2 separate regions of the Mus musculus genome follow, and region 2 is linked to region 1. The links are chromatin contacts, called in public Hi-C maps. All regions are on one chromosome and are shown on one strand. The core of a region is the stretch at or near the end of the contact, and the rest is flanking DNA. Distances in the headings are between cores, read along the strand shown. Region 1 holds the start of C1ql2 (complement component 1, q subcomponent-like 2). Region 2 has its middle 46 kb from the start of Gm46154.

Region 1 (6,856 bases), core at 3,030-5,529:
CTAGATGAGTCCTTTCTTGTGTTTGTTTAGCCAGTTACTCATGTGACAAGGTCGGAGTCAACCTGGACTCAGCTCTTCCACCTTCTTTGACTTCAGTTTAGATTCTGTCATCGAGGCCCAGCCCTCTGTGTTCAGATACACCTGAATATCTACCTCTCCTCTGCAGTTGCACACTGAGCCCGCCCCAGTGCCTCTTACCAGGTTATCAGATAGTCTCTTTGCTTTTTATTCTCTCCACTATCCATGCATCACTCCTTGAGGTGGCTCCAGGAATGCAGGTTGCCCCTTGCTACACTCAGTATAAAACTAGTGCTTTCCAACCCGTGTTGTGAGTGAGTGTGTGTGTGTGTGTGTGTGTGTGTGTGTGTGTGTGTGTAGACCAAGAGCTATCATCCTTGGGTAACATTCCTCAGGAACCTATGACCTTGTTTTATGGGACAGACTCTCTCAATGGCTGGAGTAATAGCAATCCCCTCACTCACAGCTGAGTTCAAAGGCGCGAGAGATGGCCTCAGGCTTCCCAGTTCCCTTCAAGGGCACATTCCTAGTGACCTAAATTCACTTCCACCAACTTCCAAACTTTCCACTTCCCTCAATAGTCCCAAATGCTGGCACTGTTTTTCCATCTCTCCCTCCTTCTCCCCTCCCTCCACCCCCACCACAGTCTCCTTCCTTTTTTCTTTCTTTTTTTCCTGTTAATTATTATTACTAATTATTATTTAATCTCCCTTTACAGTCCAGCTGCTATCCCCCTCCCAGTCCACCTCCCTACTGCTCCCCATCCCATACCTCCTCCTCCTCCTCTCTAAGAGGATGTCCCTACCCTCCTCAACCCTACCCCACCAGACCTCCCCACTCCCTGGAGCCTCAAGTCTCTTGAGGGTTAGGTGCATCTTCTCTGAATGAATCCAGACCTGGCACTCCTCTGCTCTCTTGGGCCTCCTGCCAGCTGGTGCATGCTGCCTGGTTGGTGGCTCAGTGTCCGAGAGATCTCAGGGGTCCAGGCTAGTTGAGACTGCTGGTCTTCTTATGGGTTCTCCCTCTTTCTCAGCTTTTTCCAGCCCCCTTTTCTTTCTTCTCTCCCTCCTTCTTTTCTTCTTTCCTTCTTCTCCTTCTCTTCCTTCCTTCCTTCCTTCCTTCCTTCCTTCCTTCCCTCCTTCCTTCCTTCCCTTGCCTCTCTCCTTCCCTCAATTCCTTCCTTCCTTCCTTCCTTCCTTCCTTCCTTCCTTCCTTTCTTCCTTCCTTCCTTCCTTCCCTACAACACCATCTGAATCTATATCCCTGAGACACTTCTATGAGTATCTCAGAGGTATGGGCTCATTCACCTGTGCTGGGAATGGCTGGCTGCTTCCAGCACTCCTGGACCAGGGACTCTTCCCCTCCCATGCAGAGGAATTTCCAGCACACGGGGGGGGGGGGCTCCCTTTTTCTTTTATCCATCTTGCTGCAGTAGATAGGGAAAGAGACAATTCTCCTTTAATCTGCCTCATCCTCTGCCTCCAATTTGACTTCTGGAATTACATACTGGGTTGGTGTGATTCTGAGGGTGAGACTCAGGGCTTTCTTTTCCTCCTTGACCCCATTAACTCAGTTACAATCCCAGACTCTATAGCTGAGTCCAAACTAGGCCTTGCAATTTAAAATTGTGGCTAAATACTTTAATGAAGCTTATAATTAATATTCATGAGAAGACAGTTGCTGAGCATGACCCAGACCCCTTAGAGGACGCAGAGTCACTGGTAAGGAGGAGCTGGCCAGACACTAACTACTGTGCCACACTGCCCGGCCCTGCAATGAGAGGGAAGGTGGAGGATCCAGGTCCCCTTCATTGCCCGCTAGCTTTGCTGCTGCTCTTCTCGCCACCTAGTGGACTCTTGGCTTAAGGAAGCCCGCACCCCCTCCAAATCAAAGGGGTTCCCTAGCAGAGCCGAACCTTGGAAAGGCTACTTTGTGTGTGTTCTATGGCGGTGGGGGGTGGGGTGGGGTGGCAGGGCAGCAGAGCCTACATTCTCTGCTTTGGAAGAGGTAACAGTGTGATTATGATGTTTGAATCTTCTTCATTAACCATAAACCCATCTACACCACCCTGCTTGTTACCCACAAATATCACCCCAGTTGCCACACCCACAACAGCAGAGCAGAGAGCATGTGTCTGTAGGTGGTGATATTAGCTGAGCTTCCACTAGCCTTTCAGTGAATGCACTCATTTATTCTCCCAGGAGCGCTGAGACAGGTTCTTGTCCGAGGTGCGCAACACTCTGCTCAAGGTCACATGGGTTGTAGTACTGGAACCCAACACTGGGCCTCCTACAATTACACATTCTAGGGTTGCTCTGGGCAGACTGGGGAGATCTGAAAACTCAGAAAGCCAGGGTAGACCCTGGACAAGCTCCTCGTACCATCAAAGCCTGTGTTTTCCCATCTATATTAGAGGAGAAAAGGCATGAATGCACAGGACTGTATCTGCAAAGGAAGGGAAGAGAACTCACAAAGCAACCACACAGCCGTTCTTAGCAGGAATATTGTGGAGACCTGTGCTGTGGTGGGACCAGCAAGTGGCCAGCGGTGGGAGCAGAAGCAACCACAGTGAAAAGTGAGACTCCACTGAGCATGGCATCTGATAAACAACCACTCTCTTTAGAGCACAAGCCCCGCCCCGGAAGGTGGCCCAGAAACCAGAGGTGTGGGGTCACTCACTTGTGTAGGTGATAGACAGCACCAGGACATCCAGCCTACCCAGACCAGGGGCTCTTCCCCTCTGAGGTAGGTGCCTTCCCAGCTCCCCGGGGGAGCAGGGGCCCAGTGTGTGTGGCTCTGTTTCCTCTTTAGTAGCAGTAGAAGGACATAGATGATTCTCCTTTAATTGTGCCCCAGCTGGAGGAGGGGTGCAAATGCATTTGGATGCAGGGAGAGGGAGCTGGGGTGTTCCTGGAGAGGAACTCACTCACCAGCCTGGAGCAGGGCTCCCTGTGCCTTCAGTGTGAATGGTGAAGGTAAGGGAGGAGAATTTACTAAAACACGTTGTTTTAAAATGCTATAATGACATCTAATATTTTGTATGATGTTTACGAAAGAAACTAAATTTAAAGAAGAAAATAAGTAACAACAGGAAGGGGGAAGAGATTGAGACCCTGAGGAGGAGGAGGAGGAGGAGAAGGAATCTGCCTTTAAGAAATTAGAGTTGAGGCAGGGGAGAGAGGGCTTGAGTTAAGAGTACTGGCTGCTCTTCCTAGAGGACCTAGATGCAATTCTCAGCACCCACATAGCAGCTCACAAATGTCTGAAACTCCAATTCTTGGGAATCTGACACGATCACACATGCAGGCAAAATACCAATGTACATGAATTAAAAAAAAAAAAAACAACCTTTAAAAGAAACAAGGGTTCAGTACCACTACTGACATCTTGTTTCCCCAGAGGCCTTACTTTAATTATTTATTGTTTCCACTTAGTTGCTCAATTAATTAATTTAGAGGTTTTTTTCTTCCTTTCTTTTTCTTTTTTCTTTCTCTCTTTTTTTTCTTCTTAAGACAGGGTTTCTCTGTGTAGCTCAGGCTATCCTGGAACTCACTCTGTAGACCAGGCTGGCCTTGTACTCAAAGATCTGCCTGCCTCTGCCTCCCCAGTGCTGGGATTAAAGACATGCACCATCACTGCCCTGCTTTCCTCTTTTTATTTTGAAAATTGTTCATCAACAGTTACTAAACGTGTTCGAATTCCAAGAGCTGACTAGACATATAAGACCATTCAGCCTTCTGAATAAGATGTAGGTGTGCCCCTCCTCTTACTCCTCTATTTGGAAGTTGGTTACTTTCTGTATGTAGTATGCGAATCCCCCTCTGCCACCCCGCTTTCTGTTTTAAAACAGAAAAGGCTGCAACATACAGTGTGTGCTTCTGTTCTTGAACTGGAAGCTTAGGCTGTCCTGGACTTGGGTTGAGACCTGGGCTCATCCAGATAGGAAATGGATTTGGTGACCCCGCCAGGACTTCGCAGGCACCACATCGTGGTCGTGTGTGGGTGCTGTATGCACCCACTGATTGCGCGCGTGGGTTCCAGAGCTTGGTGGTCTGCGAGAGGAGAGTGGGCAAGAGTGGGTGTGTCTGTGGAGCCCCAGCTAGGGGCTGCTGCCCGCTGCTCCCACTTGTGGCTCCTGGGCGCCGCCAGCAGGCACATCTCCGGAGGACGCCGCGGGATGGGAGCTGATGACAGGAGAGCGCCGTCTCCCGAGTGATGGCAGCGCACGCTGCTGCCTCGCCGCCTCCGCCGCTCAGTCCTGATCTTACGTTAGGGTAGCTGGGTACCCCCTCCGCCCGGGAACCAGCTAGTAGAGGGAGAACAGAGCAGAGCGTGCGGCAGAGCCGATCCCGCGTCCCGCCGAACCCTGCCAAGCCCCGCCAATCCCAGCAGAGCAGGAACCAGCGCAGCTGAGCCAACACCGGACGCCGCACTGAGACCCAGCATTCCCCAGCCGCCACTACCCGGTCCCCGCCGGGGTGCCGGGCTCGTCCTGTGAGCCCCTCGTCATGCGTGTCGGGCTCTTCGACTCTCCAGATCAGTTCCAGAGCGGTGGCCTCAGGAGCCCAGGTCCGGATACCTCTCGTTGAAATAGTTGGGTGGCTAAGAGAGGGGTCTCCACGTCGGGGACGCGGAGGGGACCTGCGGAGTTGGCGTCCGAACGCATAGAGCGGGGCCACCCGGCGCCGCTCCACCATTACCTCCCCAGGCGGCAAGGAGGAGCTGGTGGCGGTCGCCTCCCGGCTGTGGCAGCGGCGGCGGCGCGCCTGCTTGGCGGCCGTCGGCGTGCTCTTGGCCATGGCACTGGGGCTGCTGATCGCGGTGCCTCTGCTGCTGCAGGCGGCGCCCCCCGGAGCGGCTCACTACGAGATGCTGGGCACCTGCCGCATGATCTGTGACCCATACAGCGTCGCTCCCGCAGGGGGACCCGCGGGCGCCAAGGCTCCACCGCCGGGACCCAGTACCGCTGCCCTGGAAGTTATGCAGGACCTCAGCGCCAACCCCCCGCCTCCGTTTATCCAGGGACCAAAGGGTGATCCGGGGCGACCAGGCAAGCCAGGGCCTCGGGGTCCTCCTGGAGAGCCAGGGCCTCCTGGGCCCAGGGGTCCCCCGGGAGAGAAAGGAGACTCGGGGAGGCCAGGGCTACCCGGACTGCAGTTGACAACCAGCGCGGCCGGTGGCGTTGGAGTGGTGAGTGGCGGAACCGGGGGCGGTGGCGACACGGAGGGAGAAGTGACCAGTGCGCTGAGCGCCGCCTTCAGCGGTCCCAAGATCGCCTTCTACGTGGGACTCAAGAGCCCCCACGAAGGCTACGAGGTGCTCAAGTTCGACGACGTGGTCACCAATCTTGGCAATCACTACGACCCCACTACAGGCAAGTTCAGCTGCCAGGTGCGGGGCATCTACTTCTTCACGTACCACATTCTCATGCGTGGCGGCGACGGAACCAGCATGTGGGCGGATCTCTGCAAGAACGGGCAGGTCAGTGACTTTCTCCCACACACCCCTCCCTACCTTTCCCGGCCCAACAGAGTCCGCAGACCGTTCATTACAGGCGCCCGGAACCCCAGGGAACTATATACTGTTTCCTGCCACTCTCCAGCGCCCCAGCAAACTCTGGGGTCGGGTGGGCGCTGGACCACATGCATCGCCCAGCTTCCCTGCGTACTATGCTGTCCTTTGCATAAATGTACTGGGCGTTTGAGACTGGACCCCGGGTGCACAGTGACCCTGGCACCTAAATAGGTCTCCAGTCCCCAATCGATTGAGTCATGGCCTGAAGTGGCTGGGCTCCTAGAAAAACCCAGTTGTCTTTATCACTGTGATTGCACGTGGGCCATCCCTTTCCCTCCAGTTTATTCATCTTGGCCTTGACCCCCTAGGACCTTTACATACTGGGCAAGTAAACCCCCTTTCCTTGACTCTGCTACCAAGAGAACTTGGAGCCGAGGAGGGAGTGTTTACACTGAAGTAGCAGGCAGGGAGCCTGCAAAGGGATGGGCGAGGGAGGCCAGGCTTGGACTCAGGAAGAGGTGCAGGGTCCCACCCGCTCGCTCTTCTGGTTCGCCCCGCAGGTGCGAGCCAGCGCCATAGCCCAGGACGCGGACCAGAATTACGACTACGCCAGCAACAGCGTGGTACTGCACCTGGATTCAGGCGATGAAGTCTACGTGAAGCTGGACGGCGGGAAGGCTCACGGCGGCAACAATAACAAGTACAGCACGTTCTCGGGCTTCCTCCTGTATCCGGATTAGGGGCCTAGAGGGCGCGCGCGAGGCCGGGTGGCTTCAGGCCACCCCATCCCCATCGGGCGCGCGCGGGCTCTTTGGTGAATGTCACTCTGCGGCTTCATGACACTTCCTGACATCTCCGTTGGAAAAGACACATCCCTGCTCTCCTACTTGTCCTGCCTCAGGCCTCAGTGTGTCTAGGATTCACTACGCTGCGGGGAGGCTGTGTCCCCGGTCCCAGTGCCCATCCTGGGGAGGGAGAGGGAACATTCAAGTGGGGAGCTGGGCGAGAATCCCAGCTCTGGCGGGGTTAGTTGCGGGGCAGCCCAGACTTGAGAAAGCTGATTGGACTAGACAGGCGGCCCTAGGGAGTTTGAGGTCTCCCAGCTTGCCTCTTCCTTCCAGTGTCCCCCGGTTAAGGGCTGCAAGACTCACAAGGAAGAAAGACCCTGGTGACCGCTACTCTCTCGGACCTCCCTTTTTGTGACCCGAAATGCCTGTGCAGTTTTTCCTATCCATCAGCCAAAAATCCACCCCTAGCAGAATTCCAACAAACAGAAAGTTCACCTTGTCATGCACACTCTCCATATCCTCCTCTGCCATGCATT
Region 2 (6,856 bases), core at 2,931-5,430, 50 kb after region 1:
GTGATCAGAAGTTCAAAGTCATCTTCAACTACACGGTGAGTTTGAGCCCAGACTGGACTTCACGAGATTCTATTTTAAAACTGTAAATAAAAAAGATTCTGGTATGTATTTATTTCTTTGTGTATATGTATGTACAACGTGTGTTTGTGATGCATGCACACACGTATGTACATAGACATATCCACAGGCAGAAACGAGACGAGGACAGTGGTTGCATTGCCTAATCATTCTCTACTGTATCTCCATGAGGCAGGGTTTCCCACTGAACCAGGAGCTAGATTGGCAGAAGGCAAGCCACAGTGATCCTCCTGCCTCTGACCCCTCACAGTCCTGGGGTTCCAGTTGTGTGTGAAGCCACACCCAGCTTTTACAATGGTGCTGGCAATCTCTGCTCTTGTCCTCACGCAGCACTGGTACTTATGAAACTGTTTCCTTATGCCCAGAGTCTAGCACTCAGAGACACACGTTTTTCATTCAGCAAGGCACCACATGTATTCCAGTTACTGATCTGGTGTCAGCCAAGGAGGAGTGCTTAGAAGAAGAGGTGAATGGAGCCGGGCTTCTGGGAAAGGATCATGTATCAACTCAGTGTCTTTCCTGGTGTGTGTGTCTCCATGTGAAATATTCTTCCTGAGTAGTTCTAAATAGCTCTGCTCTGCCGCCTCTAGACCTGTATGCTCCTAAGTATAGGATTGATCTGTATTTGGAATCCTTTCTCTCCTTCTACCTTTATGTGAGTCCAGGGGATTGAACCTATGTCACTGGGCTTGTACAGCAAGCCCCTTTATACACTGAGCCATCTTGTCATCCTACTTGGCAGTTTTTGGGAAGTTCAGCACCATATCACAGTGTTCTGCCATTTGGTGAGGAAAGTGTGCCCCACTCTCAGTGGTGGAATCTCTGGAGCAAATTACTAACTCTTCCTGATGCTCAGTTTTCTCATCTAGGAAAAGAAACCATTAGCGCTATTTCTACAGTATTTGAGGTGAGAAATCAAGATGGTGTATGCTCTCATGCATGGGGTCTACAAACATGCATCAGTGACAGGCATGGCTATCATGGAGAAATGACTCTTGCTGAGGAGCAATGAGCTGTGGTAGCCACAGAGGTGCTCGCTTTAAAGCAGAATGGAAGCCATTTAGTTAGTTTCTGCCAAACAACAATAGCTTACACTGTAGGTGATGGATGTAGTGAGCAGAGTCCCAGCGTTCCCATCCAGGTGGAGGGGTGAGGTCTCTCCATTTTAAATCACCTTGTCTTTATTTCCCTTCTGGAATAAATGGAGCCTTGGCCAGTGGTCAGAGTGAAAGTCAAATGACTGTGGTTTCCAGAGAAATTTCCTTGGGGGATGGTGGCTGCTCGCTCTTTTCTGCTGGGCCTGGAGGTGCATGGCTGCCCCTCTGCACAGAGAGGGCTGCTGTGTAGACTCTGAACACTCTCCTTGCAGAGACTCTCTTGGCTTCAGGCAATGTGTCCCTCCAGAGGTTTAACCTGTTTCTACATCTGACTGAGAGGCTCAGCTCTGCTTTGTTCTCCTGAAAAACCTATCTATTTTAATCTCTAAAAAAAAAAGTGTTGTGTGTTCATGTGTGCACACAGATACCCATGGAGACCAGAAGATGATGTTAGGTCCCTTGTGCTGGCAGCTGGCAATACTAGCTGGAGTTGTGAGCCGTCCAACATAGATACTGGGATCCGAACTCAGGTCTTCTGTAAGAACAGTAAGTGCTCTTAACCATGGCACCATTTCTCCAGCTCATATATGTATGTTAATATGTATATATACTTTATATATTTATATATGTGTATATAGATATATATGATTTATTTTTTATTTTTACTTTACGTTTATGAATGTTCTTGAATGTGAACCACATTAGTGGCTGGTGTCCAAGTAGGGCATCAGTTCCCCTGGTACTGGGGTTATGGACGGTTGTGATCCATCTGTGAGTGTTGGTGAGCTGAATTTGGGCCCTCTGCAAGAGCAGCCTGTGCTCTTTACTGCTGAGCTATCTCCACAGAGCCCTTGCCCATGCTTAGATGGGGCCCACTCTGATGTCCTCGTCAAGTTAGAAGCTGTAGGAGCAGAGGCAAAGGCTCTGCCTTCCTTATTTCTTTCAGGGTGACATTGTCTTGGCTTCCCCAATTCTTCAGAAGTCAGTATCACTCCCTTGCTGTCAGGATATCACTCTCCTTTCCCCTTGCAGGGGAAACCTGCAGAACTGTTCATTGCTGGGCCTCCTTTGGGGTGGGTACCAAGACCCTATCATCACAGTAGACACCATGGTACAGAACCAAGAGTCGGGTGAGTCAGAGCCTGTCTTGAGATTTGAGACAGGAGGTGGAGAAGCTGGCACAACAGGTGTACCCTCTTCTGGGCAGCAATGGTAGAGTACTGGTTTCCTGTCCTGTTGCTGTGGGTTCATCTATTCAGCCCAGATACATGCCAAGAACCCAGGGTTTCTTAGTTAGGGTTTTACTGTTGTGAACAGACACCAAGACCAAGTCAAGTCTTATAAAGGACAACATTTAATTGGGACTGGCTTATGGTTCAGAGGTTAAGTCCATTATCACCAAGGTGGGAGCATGGCAGCATCCAGGCAGGCACGGTGCAGGCAGAGCTGAGAGTTCTACATCTTCATCTGAAGGCTGCTAGTGAAAGATTCACTTCCAGACAGCTAGAACTAGGGTAAAGCCCACACCCACAGTGACACACCTATTTCAACAAGGTCACACCTCCAAATAGTGCCACTCCCTGGGCGGGGCATACTTAAACCACTATACAGGGTTAAGCTGGTGAGAAGGCGGGACTCAGAAATTGGCTGTGTGATGGCCTATAAAGGGGAAGTGGTCTCACCCAGCAGACAGACATCTATGCCTCTGGGGCAGAATGTGGACTGGCCTCTTCATTTTGGATGTTGACCTCTCTGTGTAAGGGTCTCACCTGAGTTCAGAATGACAAGTGATGGGGTACAGGCAGGAAGACTGTCAGTGATGGGGGTGCTTAACAGGAGGGTGGGGCTGGAGAGTTTGCAGGTCCCTCATGGAAACCTTCTTCTCCACGGAACTCCTTCAGTTCATTGGGTCCTGGTTCCAGGGTTTCCACACTCTGACTTTCTCATGACTCTACCTCCTTTGGAGGTAGGTGCTGATTCTCACAGGTGCGGGCCCGTGCCTCTTGAAGGGGAAGATTGCAACTGTCTAAGATTGCATGCCTTGAAAAGGAACAGCCAGAACACAGCCACCACAGCTTGGGCGTTCACAAGTCCTGTCTTTTGAACCTCACCCCAGTCTTCATAGTTTCTCTGTGCTACAGGATAAGGAGTAACTGAGGTAGAACCCCATGGTGGTGACAAGACCATGAAACAGTGGTTCAGGCCGAGGGTGCTGGACATGGTGACAGTGGCCCTGCTGCTGCTGAGGGACTGAGCCCGTGATTCCTCTCTTCTGCGGGGTGCCTTTTGCCTCCTGTCTTCTTTTGACTCCTGGTGTCTTCATAATAGGAAGGTTGTGTGCTCCAGTCGGGTATGGAAAAACTCAAGGGCAGGTACCAGTCTTGGACCTGGCCACACAGAATGGAAACTGAGGCTGCACTGAATGCTCCTTGGAGGAGTCTGAGTAAAGGGAGAGTTTTTCTTGAGGGGGTCCCAGGAGGTGACCCCCCTCCTCATCTATGTACATGAAAGAGGAAGCTGCAGGTGCCCAAGGGAGGCCCCTGCTCTGCTCTGTCACAGGAACTTGCCGCCCGCCCGCCCGCCCCTACATTTTAGTCAGACTGCTGGGAGGGCCACCTGCTTTCTAGTTCAGCTGGGGCCCCCCGGGGAAAGAACTTTAAAAAGGTTTCAAATCATAACAATGCTTTCAGAAGCTCAAACCCACAACTGTTTTCCTCTTCTCCATCACAGCAAGGGCACACGCAGAGATGAGTAACATTGAGAAAATGCCTGTTTCTGCCTGTCAGACCAAGCAGGGACAATTAACCCTTTCTTAGTCAATCTCCTTCTGCCAGAGGGGGCCTCTTTAGGTAACTGTGAGACATCAGGGTCCTGGGAGCTGGGGCATGTTTGTTCTTCTGTACAGTGTGTCTGCTGTGAACCCCCACTGCTAATCACTCCAGGGCTATGACCTTGGGTGTACTGTGGGATGTACTCCAGGGCTATGACCTTGCTTCTGAAGTGGCTGTCTGTACTGTCCCCAAGCTTCCCAGCATGACCTTCCCTCAGCTCAGTTTGCCTCTTCAAAGCCACCTGAAGACCATCTTCTTCGGTATCCATATCACCAATACCCCCTGAGGAATGTTGCCCCCTCCTTACGCCCCCTCCCCGCCCTTCCTGCCTCCCACCCCCCCTTCCCCCGCTGCACAGAAGAAACCTGCATAGCAGCCTTTTATCACTGATTTCGGGGGTCAGGCACCAGGTTTTAAGCAAGCAGTGCCACTCCGTGGCGCTGACCGTGGTGCTGAAGCAACGGCTAGCTAGAGCTTCCCCTGGGAATTGTAGCAGGAGGAGAGGGAACCCGGTGCCACAGGCACCTACTCTTCTTCTAGGGCAGTGATTGCAGTGTTCTGGTCCCCTGTCTCGGTGCTGCAGGGGCTGAGGGACAATAGCTGCACAACCATGTCCCCTGGGACAATCTGGGATACAGCAGGGGTGTTGCTTAGCAGCATCCAAATTCCACTCTGGGACCCCTTTGAGGAGTTGTGGGCTACCCGATGCATTCAGAAAACTCTGTAACATTCAGACGGGATAAAAGGGATTCTACTGTCTGCAGCTTAGAACCTTGACCAATACAGATGGCACCACAGGGATCCAGATGCTGTTGCTTTCTGTGCCAGGTGCACCACCAACCTTCCCAGGCACCTGAGCCAGTAGGCTCCTTATGTGATGGAGATAGATCTGTTCTGGGGACTGAAGTGATGGTTCAGTCTGTACCATGCTTAGTGGACCTGTGTTCTATCCCCCAAACCGTGTAAGATAAGCTGGGTGTAGCGGCTTGTGCATGCAATCTTCATGCTGGGGAGAAGGATGCAGGCAGATTCCCCGAGGCTCATTGGTCAGTCAGTCTAGCATACTTGGTGAGTTCTAGACAAGTGAGATACATTGTCTCAAAGCAAAATGGGCAGGGTTTGAGAGCCTGCAGCTGAGATGGTCCTCCATGTGCACTTGCACCCACAGGCACACACGTATACACCTTCCTCCACATAAAGAATACGTTTCTGAAATTATCCTGAAGGAGCTCCGGCTCCTCTAGAGAGCATCACCAATTCTAAACCTTCTATCCTATGGCATTAATTGCTTTGTGCACACAGTGCTTCCTTCTGGAAGGCTCCCCTCCCCACACCTCCTAGCTCTATTGTCAAGCCTGCAGGCTCTTCCAGCGAGGCAACAGGACCATCTTTTCCCCCAAACATGAGACTGATACAACTCAGGTCACCTTCATTCTTTTGTCAAATGCATTCAAGTCGATATAATGGGTGAGAGTACACCAGGAATAGACACACAGAGTAGGTCACTTTGTACTGTACTGTAAGTTGACCTTACATATGATACTGGAGCTGCCCAGGTGAGAGCCAGTGCCCCGTAGCCATAACAAGCCAGGCTGGGCCACTGTCCTCAAAAGGTCAGTTAAAGATGCCAGTGAAAGTGAAAAGCAGAAGAAGGAGAGCAATTTGAAGTGGAAACTTAAGGGTTCTTTGGAATGTCAGTTGAATGGTGTTTTGCTGGGACAAACACGTGAAGGAACGTTTCGTTAAAGTGGACACAGGTGTGAAAGGCTAAGGCCGACGCGTGAAGGAACATTTTGCCGAAGCAGATACAGGAGAGAGAATGTTCTGCTAAAGCAAACACGTGAAAGGACATGTGATCAAAGATTCTTTGCTAATGACACACATGTATTAGTCCGCCTTATACTGAGTAGTTGATCTGCATTTGTCTGGACTCCATAGAGAGAAATGCACCAAAAAAGTTATGGTGGTGTGCTGCAGTTGGTTGCTGCTAGCAAGGACTCAGGCTGAATGGATGCACATGCTGAGGCAAGACCCTTGCTGAGGCAAGGCACATAGAGGACACGTGATGTTTGGAGGGAATAAATAGGACTCCACAGGGTGACAGAGACAGAGCTTGACTGGCTGGTACAGCTAGCTGTGCAACGCTTGTGGGTCTTGAGTCTTTGCTGATCTTTGCTTCCCTGAGAGAGGCACAGCCAAGAACTTCTGGGGTTCCTCCTGGTCTCTCCTGCTGACTCGAGCAGAGGCTGAGGCCTGAGTGTCTCTGCTAAGTCATGTCACCACTGTTGCTAGCCCGACTCTACCGAACTGGACTGCTGGTGTATCTACCAGGTGTTTGTGAATGGATCGAGTTGCCGCTGCCTGCTAACCTGTGAACTGAACTGTTGATTTCCAGATGGGAGTTGCTCCAAAGAACCTTTCTAAACAGGTCCATTTCCTCTGTATCCTTTCTCTCTCACCTCTAGTGGATGTTGGGTTATAAGGAAGGGTAAAGCATTTAAGAACCATCATTAAAAATAGGACTTAAAAGAATTAAAGTTACAGGAATTCAGTGTGGCCACATTGGGGAAGAGGAGCAAGAGGGCTCAGTGACTCTTCACTCCAAGGTCAGGGTCCTGAGTGAGGTCCAGCCTTAAACAAAGGGCAAGAGGTGTGCATAGCTAAACTGTCCTGTGTGTCTCACTGTCTGGGCTCTGGGCTCTCCTGCAAGGTGTTCTGACAAGTTGTCAGAACTGTGTGAAGTCTTCTCGGGAGACAAGCTCTGGCTAGTACCAGGAATCAGCTGCTCCCTTCTCCTGGCATAAGACTCCTGGGGAAATTTCAATTCCTTGAAGTCAGTTGTCTTGATAG

The links. A called contact is a pair of places that touch in the nucleus more often than the background predicts.
Region 2: a Hi-C map of Sertoli cells shows a contact between it and region 1, with 2.8 times the contacts expected there. The contact joins the enhancer-like site here to the promoter of C1ql2 in region 1. A contact is called at or near these places in 2 of 39 promoter capture datasets (liver and trophoblast stem cells), 8 of 484 Hi-C or Micro-C datasets (the AML12 cell line, the C2C12 cell line, Sertoli cells and 4 more) and 1 of 9 other capture datasets (adipose tissue).

The regions. Positions count from the first base shown.
Region 1 is chr1:120,336,303-120,343,158 of GRCm38.p6, forward strand. C1ql2 (complement component 1, q subcomponent-like 2) reads left to right here and starts at 4,280. Exons shown (of 2, transcript NM_207233.1): 1 at 4,280-5,499; 2 at 6,093-6,856. The coding sequence starts at 4,816. The coding sequence ends at 6,272.
Region 2 is chr1:120,386,076-120,392,931 of GRCm38.p6, forward strand. No RefSeq gene overlaps it. Among named protein-coding and RNA genes, the nearest start is that of Gm46154, 46 kb to the right of the region's middle. Within about 2 kb of position 4,181, at least 8 of the 459 cell types and tissues checked have an H3K27ac peak or open chromatin away from gene starts, as enhancers often do. A contact at or near this core is called in Sertoli cells, where this site is marked.